Linked DNA regions of Danio rerio: region 2 is linked to region 1. A link is a contact called in public HiChIP or PLAC-seq data. All regions are on one chromosome and are shown on one strand. Each heading gives the region's core, a stretch centred on a gene start, on an enhancer-like site or on the middle of the called end of the contact. The rest is flanking DNA. Distances are from core to core; before and after follow the strand shown. Region 1 holds the start of fgfr4 (fibroblast growth factor receptor 4). Region 2 holds the start of nsd1b (nuclear receptor binding SET domain protein 1b).

Evidence for each region. HiChIP or PLAC-seq counts read pairs in DNA pulled down with a chosen protein or histone mark.
Region 2: a contact with region 1 is called in an H3K4me3 HiChIP or PLAC-seq map of gastrula embryo, with 6 times the contacts expected there. The contact joins the promoter of nsd1b here to the promoter of fgfr4 in region 1. A contact is called at or near these places in 2 of 18 Hi-C or Micro-C datasets (caudal fin and embryo) and 2 of 4 datasets of contacts at active chromatin or transcription factors (embryo and gastrula embryo).

The regions. Positions count from the first base shown.
Region 1 is chr21:40,853,358-40,858,008 of GRCz12tu, forward strand. It overlaps fgfr4 (fibroblast growth factor receptor 4), which reads right to left and starts at 2,661. Exons shown (of 20, transcript NM_131430.2): 1 at 2,037-2,661; 2 at 933-1,114. The coding sequence starts at 1,023.
Region 2 is chr21:41,013,153-41,017,726 of GRCz12tu, forward strand. It overlaps nsd1b (nuclear receptor binding SET domain protein 1b), which reads left to right and starts at 1,908. Exons shown (of 23, transcript XM_073935469.1): 1 at 1,908-2,009; 2 at 2,136-2,266; 3 at 4,102-4,574.

The sequences.
Region 1 (4,651 bases), core at 1,411-3,910:
AGCTGTAGATAAATCAAATTATTTCTATGAAATGCTTGTATTTGTACTTCCTACTAAACAAGTTCATTTCTGCCTCTTCTTGTTCTTAGCTCTGCATTTCTTACTTGCCTGGGTGGCTCTGCCCATTAAAGTCTTACAGTTGTCAAGTGACTTTAATTTTTCTTGGCAGGAACTTAGTGGGGCATTGTTGGGCTGCACCACAGGGTTTTGCAACCTTTATCACCTTCCAAGCTCTGTACGTAGCTCACAAGTGTTTAGAGAAAGATGATTTTAACGAACACTTTGCCCCAGTCTTCACAAGGATCTACATCTGTTCCTTTCATTCACTTTGACTCAAAACAGTGCACGTAAGCTAAGAGTATCAACAGCCCAACAGACAAGGCTAATGACTAATGATGTGATTTAAGGAAATCCTCTGATTTGTATACATGAGACTTTTTCCACACACACACACACACACACACAAAAAAAAAAACTCAGGTCCATGAAAGTCTTAGTAGCTCTCAGAGATAATCTCATACCTCCATGGCAGGTACAAAATCTAGACAACCCCCTGTTTGTACAATTGAATAAGAGATCCATCTTTCCCACCCCCCAACATCCCACAATCTCCTGTCACTGGCACTGGGCCAGACAGATTTACACTTCCGAGCCTCAGGGCTTTGGCAGGATCAGGTAGCACTGTTTATGGCTCAAGAAAATACTGGGATTCTTTTACTCTCTAAACGATTACATCCTTTCCAACTTCCCCTGGACTTAAATTCTGTGCAATCGGCTCCACTTAATCATATATTAAATATTCATTATATTCAAACCATGCATTGCAGTGGGTCAGATTATACAGTTAACTACAACATAATTATTTTAAAGACAATTTATTTTGCAAATGACATATTGTGTACTTGTATACTGATTTTAATTAAAAACTATACCTTTTGCCCTGGGTTCCCCGGATGTTATGCTTCTTGAGCACACCAGTTCCATGAAACAGATGGCAATGAAAACCTTTAAGATGCTCAACATCTTGCTGAGGTAATGTTTGTGAGTGTGAGAGACAGCTGGTCAGCTTCAAATGCTGACTCCAGGCATTGGCAACCTCTGTGTAGTCACAAACCTGAGAGAAAAAAGAGCTGATTTACAATTCACGGAAGCCATTGTGAAAGATGAACCTTTAAAATGACATAAATGCATAATGCATTGCACATCCCAACCCTGCCGCATTTGAAAATGAATGTCCCATTGTACACCTAAATCATTGTTGGACATCGTCCACCTCCCGCATGGACATGAATAACCCTTAGGTACGAATGCGCAGCACTTAAGGAAAGTTGTTTATGAATGGAACCTGTACAACGTGCTTGCAATGGGTCGTTTCTATAAATAAACCCCGGAATTGGATCCGGAACATATATGACTTCAACAATTAGCATAATTATTTAAATTTATAGCTGATATATTACGTTGTTTGTGTATATATATATATATATATACATACACACACACACACACACACACACACACACACACACACGTATGTGCTTACTCCAAGTGTGCATCTAAAATACTTGTTTTTGCTCAGCATGAGAGGTAAATAATAGCAAACGTCAGGCTCTCCGGGTACGAGGAGACACATGTGATCTCAAAACATAGGAGAATTTCACACCGGGGTGAGAGTTTGGTTAAGCTAAATGAATCCATTTACAAGTGTGAAACCACTTGGTGGTGTTAATGAAAGTCGCAAGTAAACCTAAACCGGGAGAGAAAAATAAACAAGAGCTATATATGAAAAGTCGGACTTTCATTTAATCAATAGTTAACATAAGTGCATTATATTTTTATGGGCTACCAAATTCCTAAACCGCGCAGAAATAAGCGCAAGCGAAGAACAAAACAGTGTTTTATCTAGTACGTTCATTCAAAACAGCCTTAATAACTAACTTGAACAACCGATTATTTAAGGAACATGCATAGCTATAAATCATTTTTATGCAACAAATCTGACCCAAGTTCACCACATTCAAATAATATTTTTTTACCTATTTTCCTGTGCCCTTTGCCCGGTCCGTACGGGTTCAATAAGGCACCAGAAGTACTTAGTACCCTTGGTTCGCGGTGGCCCCCGAGACACTCATGTGCCCCTTTTCCCACAGGTTCGGGATTATTTATCGGTCAATCCAATGCGCAGCTTTTGGTAAAGCCTGAACTACTCTGGTAAATCCATTTAAAAAGCAAAACCAATACGCGGATGGTACAAGGGTAAGACTGCTAATCTTCGGATTCAAAGTCCAGTGCTGCTTTCCTTTGATGAGCTTCTCCGCTTCTCGCGCTGTGCTCGTAAGCGCTACCGACTCCAAAACCCGCTCTATATATCCACAAAAAATTATGATTTAGTCTCCTTTTCTTTCTCAAAATGAAAAGAAACTCCAGCTTTAGACTGTCCGTTGAAAATCATCCAGAAACAATCACTCTGCCGCGCGCCTCTGTGTTATTTCACGTGAATGCTGTGGTTTGCGCGCAGTGACAGTGGACCGCAGTTCAGCTCTCGCACTCTCTGTTCCTGTAGAATGATTTGCTCCACAGTTTAGTTGAGTTTTAAATCTGAAGAGCGTCTGTCTGGCAACTTTCTGCTCAGAGCAATGCGTCTCTCTGGCAGTGGGAGACAACAGCACTCTGAGGGGAAGGTTCACAACAATGGACTAAAATCTGAGGGAGAGAGAGAGGGGGGTTAGAGGGGGGTGTTAAATCCCCCACCCACAAAAACAAATCCCCAGAGGCAGACCCCAGCAGTGAGGTCTATCGATATTATATTATAATTAGATATAAATTATAAGCAATGATATAAAATGTATTCTATGAGAATTACAGCAATCTGTGACAAATTTATATCAATATTTGATTTTTTTAAGGATCAGAATTTTTTATTTTTTATTTTGTGGACGGTTATACTCCCTGGTCATTGGTAAATTTAAGAAAAGCACACACAAATAATAAATAAATAAATAAATAAATAAATAAATAAATAAATAAATAAAACTAATATTTATTTTTATTCAAGTGAAAAAGAATTAACACAATTAAAAATACAGAACAAATATACACTCAAAAATGGCTTTTGCTGCTTATTCAAAATATTTATTTAAAATGAGTTAAAAAACTTCTTACGTTTTTTGGGGACAACTTAAACGTTCTTATGTTCAATCAACTTAAATTTGTAAAAAAAAAAAAAAGAAAGAAAGGTTAACTGAACTTAATTGATTTGTGTTGGGACAACATGAATGAATTGTGTGGAACGCAGCATTTTTTACAGTGTAAGCTACATAAAACCCGTATAGATCCCCAAAAATTCAAAGACAGATTGATTAACAATTTATAATAATATTTCAAAGCAATAACAATACAACAACAATTAATATTATATCAGAAAATAAACAGGGGCGAATTTAGTGATTTTCAAGTCCTGAAATGCACCCTTTTTACTTTTATTCATTTATTTATATTTATTTATATATTTATTCATATTTATATATATATTGCTCAATCTTCCTTCGCTCAATGTAAACTTCACATTTTAAATAATTAAATGTCTTAAAATAAATTTACACCAATAATAATAATAATAATAATTATATATATATATATATATATATATATATATATATATATATATATATATATATATATATATATATTATTATTATTATTATTATTATTATTTTCTTCTTACATTTGACTGCTGTACTGCTCCATGATTGAGGGTGGTGGATATTTTCTTTTTATAATATTATTATTATTATTACACAACATTAAGTTATAATAATAATAATATTGTATTTTATTTTATATTAAATATTTATTTATGTATTTGTTTGACTCACTATACAAAATATGATCGTAAATGATGCTATATATAGTTTATATGCATAAATTATAGATATTTATTATTACAAATAAGACTTTCTCCAGAAGAAAAAATATTATCAGACATACTATGAAAATTTCCCTGCATGTTCTGTTAAACATCATTTGGGAAATAGTTAAGAACTAATACAAAAGGGGGTTAATAGTTCTGACTTCAACTGTATATGCAAATATATAGATGTATAAAACAAAACAAAAAATCTGCACAATTACATCACATTGACATTTTTTTAAATCTGTGCCACACGCACATTAAATAAAATGAATTATAATGCCTTTCAACATGAAAAAGTTATCAGAAGAAATGAATTAAGGTAATATCTAAGCATACAAAATAAAAGCAAAATCTGAAAGTCACGCCATTGACGCCTGTGTGTGAAAAATAAACACAATTAATAATCCCGCACTAAATTAGTAAATAGACCAGCTAAATAACTCTAAATAACCCCTCGATTTATTGCAATGTAAATAAGCGGGAACAGCCAGTTCCTTTGAAAAAGCTCATCCAGCTCTTTATTCAACAACTGTAAATGACACCTTTCCTTAATTACATCATTGTGCTACATTGCCCGCTAATCCTTTTAGACATGACGTCACAACACCGCGTAATTGATTTATTAGTCGATAGAAAGGTCTATTAGAGATTTCGCGCGTTTTTGTTTTTGTTCGGGAACTTGTTTGGAAACTTTCATAAGTTTGTTGTAAATGGAAAGAGCTGTTCTCCGTTGCTGTT
Region 2 (4,574 bases), core at 658-3,157, 160 kb after region 1:
TTTGCAGACATTTTTTTTCTATCTCTGTGCAGAATTTTTGTAAAAATCTGCTGATTTAAGCAGAATGATTTTGGGAGTATCATAACTAAAACCATGTTTACAATGCAAATACAATTAGATCCACTTTATTTGGTAAACAAAGCAAGTCCCTCATATAATATATCTTCTAAAACACAGAAAATATTACTTTACAAACTATATTGTAAATAAATCATATAAATATTTTATATTAGTCAATAATATTACTGAAATTAATTTAAAACTGAATAAATATGAATTTACACGCATTTAAAAAAAACAGAATCAACGATGGGCTAAAAATCTGCAGATTTTCCGCAGATTTCCACAAACTTTTAGCCTATCATTAATTCTGTTTATTTACTTGGGTAAATGTGTGTAAATCTATTTATACAGTATTTGTTATTAATTACAGTAATATTTACTTATATGAATGTTCATCTGATGTACAATACAGTTTGCAAAGTATTTTTTTCTGTCTTTTAGTAGATATATTGTATGAGGGACTTGCTTTGTTTACCAAATAAAGTGGATCTAATTGAATTTGCATTTTAAATATTAAATAAAAGTTAAAAAGATAATATTAAATATTTCACATGTTAAGGTTTTAGTTATGATACTCCCAAAATAATTCCACAGAAATCCGCAGATTTTTACCAAAATTATCCGCAGAAATAGCAAAAAACGTCCGCAAATTCCGTGTACTTTTCCTGCTGTAACTTAGCCTACCCCGGGTGTGTTTTTTTCTGTCAGGTGCGGCGCTGTTCAGGCGAAGCAGAAAACAGCAACAGCAGGCCCACAGACAGCTCTGAAACACTTTCTCTCTCAGCTCAACGCCAGTGTTGACATCTTTCGCAGATTTCCCTTAAAGATGACAGAGAGAAACATCTTTAACTGCGTCGAGTGGATACGACGGCAGTCCCCAAGCCCTGAACACGCCATCCCCTAAAATATCCCTAACCGGACGATGAACAGTTTTGAGTTATGCAGGATTTGAAACAGACATGTTGCAAACTACCCCAAATACATGTTATCGCTGCCACTTATTGAAATGGGATAAAAATATATCTGTTCGTCGCTTTAAATCGCTCAAATGCCAAACTCGCACGACATTAATCCTTGGCACAGTCGTCGGCATAATGTCCGACTCCTCCATTTTCTCTCACCAGAATTGTTTTATTAACGGCAGAAGCAGGAAATCAAACCCGCGGTGTATTTGTTCACACGCCCAAATATAACCTGAATGAACAGATTCGATGCCATTTTATGAAGATGTGACTTAATGAGACGGAGAAGCCGCGTTGCTGGCGATGTTTGTGCCTTGTTTATTACGCACATCCTCTTCTAATACATATATATATAACGTTACACGAATTTGCCATTATTCATGGAGTAACACTGCAGAACGCATAGAACACGTTGAGCGCGAGGCATGTTATCATTAACACAATGTAAAAAGCGTCGTTGAAAGGCGAGCTACAACTTCTTGGATGTATAAAGGCTTACTTCAAAATCGAAATTTAACACTTTGTGGCCTGTGCCAGCACACGGCAGACTCCATCTTGAATAACAAGAGCGCTGAACTTACAATCAAAACGCGTATTTAAATAATGTTCCTAATGTTTGTGTTAAACACTTATGTTTGTTTCAGAATTTTCTGTCATATCACTTCAATGAAACATGCTGTCAATTAATAGCAGAAACGTCAACCCGTTATAAAAGCGCGTATAACTGGGGAAAATGTTGAAAAGACGTTGAAATGTTCGATTAAAAATGCATTTGAGCGTTTATTGGGATGTGTTTTGGGGATAAAGTGAAGCACAGGAGTTGAGGAGAGCTCCTCTCACAGGGGGCTGGGTTGCTGTGCCGATTGGCTGCTGTTCATAGACACATACAGTCACGGGCTTGAAACAGAACCAGGAGCAGGTCGACAGCAAGGAAAGCATAATCACTGAAAATGAAAAGTACAACGTCCGTATCGTAAAGCGGAGGTACGCTGTGACTCAGACACCGCGCACTGGGAAGCCTGCTCTCTGCGTGAGTGTTATAATGCATGTCTTTGCTGTGTTTTTATATTGTAGGGCTGGAGAGTGATGGTAGCGTGAATGTGTTCTCAGGTTCTCTGGCCTACTACTGCAGCTGCGGCTGGGATTTTCTTGATCCACTTTCACAATTTGGGAAAAGGGGTCATTTCACGCGCACAAACGAAGTGGTTTCAGTATGAATGACACTTGTCAACATGCAAATGGTAAGATTTCAGCGGTGTTTCCTTGAGTATAACATTCTGTTTGTTTTTTTGTCTTTTAAACGAAAAGACAGGCGTAACCCTGTGTGAACTCGCATATTTACCCGGAGATACATAGTATTAAAATACAAAGATATACATATTAATGAGATTAGCACGCGTGGCAATGAACCCAGCGCTAGGGGTTGCACATGTATGTCATTGCCGAATCTTATACTACTACTTCGTGTGAATTGTGTGTGTGTGTGTCAGAGTTCATGCTTGGCTCTGTCATATATGTGCGCCGCTTTCATTGCTGCGTCCCTATGTTTTGGAGTATGCTCGAAATGGCTCTCCATACTGGCCCTACTACTGTAAACCCGTCCGAACCTACAGTCGTGCTGAAAACTTTGAGGAATTTAGTTTAATTTTGTGTAAAAATCAGATACATCAATACATTTTCAATTTAATATCTAGATTGTATTTATATAAAAAAATATATAGACAAATACAATTTGTAGCTTTTCTTTTATAAAATAGTTCACAAATGTATCTTTTCAAATATAAATGTCAAGATCACCAGATATACAGAGAGTAAGTTTAGTGGGTGTTTTAAATAATGGGATTACACAGTGCAAAAAAAGCTTTTCTTACTTAAATTTTCTTGTCTTATTTTTAGTCCAAATATCTGAAAATTCCTTAATCAAGAAGAATTTTCTTGACAAGCAAAACCTATTGCCTTTTTTTCAGGAATAACAGCCCAAATTAAGTGAGTTTTTCCTCAAAACAAGCAAAATGATCTGCCAATGGGGTAAGCAAAATAATCTTATGTCAAAGAAAAAGATATATTTTGCTTACTCCATTGTCTGATTATTTTGCTTGTTTTATGGAAAAACTCGCTTAATATTGGCATATTATTATTAGACAATATGTTTTGCTTTCCTAGAAAATTCTTCTTGATTTAAGAATTTTTGAATATTTGGACTAAAAACAAGACAAAAATCTAAGTAAGAAAAGCATTTTTTTTTTGCAGTGCAATCAGGTTGGATATTTACTTGTTGTTTGGCAGATTGGAAAAGGATATTATATTATATAATTCTGGATTTTTTAAATTTTTTATTTACAAAGTACACCTTACAGTAACTTTAAAAGATCTTCAGGACTTTAGGCAGGACAGCAAAAAAGGATGCTACTGCTCATCCAAGTAGAGCATTTCTACCTGTCTAAAATTTGAGATCTTTTGGATGAGCAAGAAAGCTAATCATGTTTTATGAACTGATTTGCTTTTGAATTCAACATTCAATTCAAGAAAAGCAGTTTAATTGTATGGGGGCTCTTTGTTCTGGTCCTAAAAAAGCCAAATCCTGACTTAAGTTCAGCAGAAATTAACATTTTTTTTCTTGTAGAAGCATTTACTATTAAATAACTTTGTTTGGTCTTTTTATGTTTTTAAAAATAAATCTATATCTAAATAAAAGTGATCACAATATAGGTCAAAGTTGTATGACTGCTAACCACAATTGTGGATGAGTGTTGGCAGCTTTCCTGTATTACTACAACTAAAGAATTCAGATGCAAATGCCTTTAAGTGACAACTAGAAAATTAGCTTTTGTCTCAGGCTTCTGTGAGTAGGTTCAGTCATTTCACTTTTAGGGCAAAGGTTTGGTTCTTTTCATTCCCTTTAAAATGAAATAATGGAAAGAAAATAGGAGGCTGAAAAAAATCAGATTACACAGGGTTTTGCAACTATTATTATAAATTTATTGGTAATAATAAAGGATTCAGTCATAAATACAATTTATATAATTGTTTTAATATTATTAGCATATGCTTATATTTCTTTACATTTGTTTTTCAGAAAATGGAACAATGCCAGTGTGATTGGGCAATATGTCCTTTCTCTCAGTAAACTCATCCACAGGTGCCAGATCTGCTAGAAAGTAGATGGAAAAGCATCACCTGTCAACAGACAAACAGACACTTGGCTTTGACCCTGATTCCTCTTGTCTCATCTTTCTGTGGGTTAAAATCTAAGCACTGCAGCTTACTCACTTATCATTCCTAGAGACGCCTTAGAGATCTGACCCTGGAGGATCAGGACCTGCCTCTCCCTGATAGGGACACACGAGCCTTATGGAACGATGTATGTACGAGAAATTCAGATGGGTGTATGGTAGCCAGAGTTATTGACACATCTGCTCAAAATGGATGCAGGTCTGTCTGACATCTGCACATCCCCACCAAGCCCTGATTTTAGTCTGGACTCATCCAGTCCGTTTGCAAATGGACTACACTTTGAGTCAATTCTGTTTGAAGATGAGGAAGAGGATG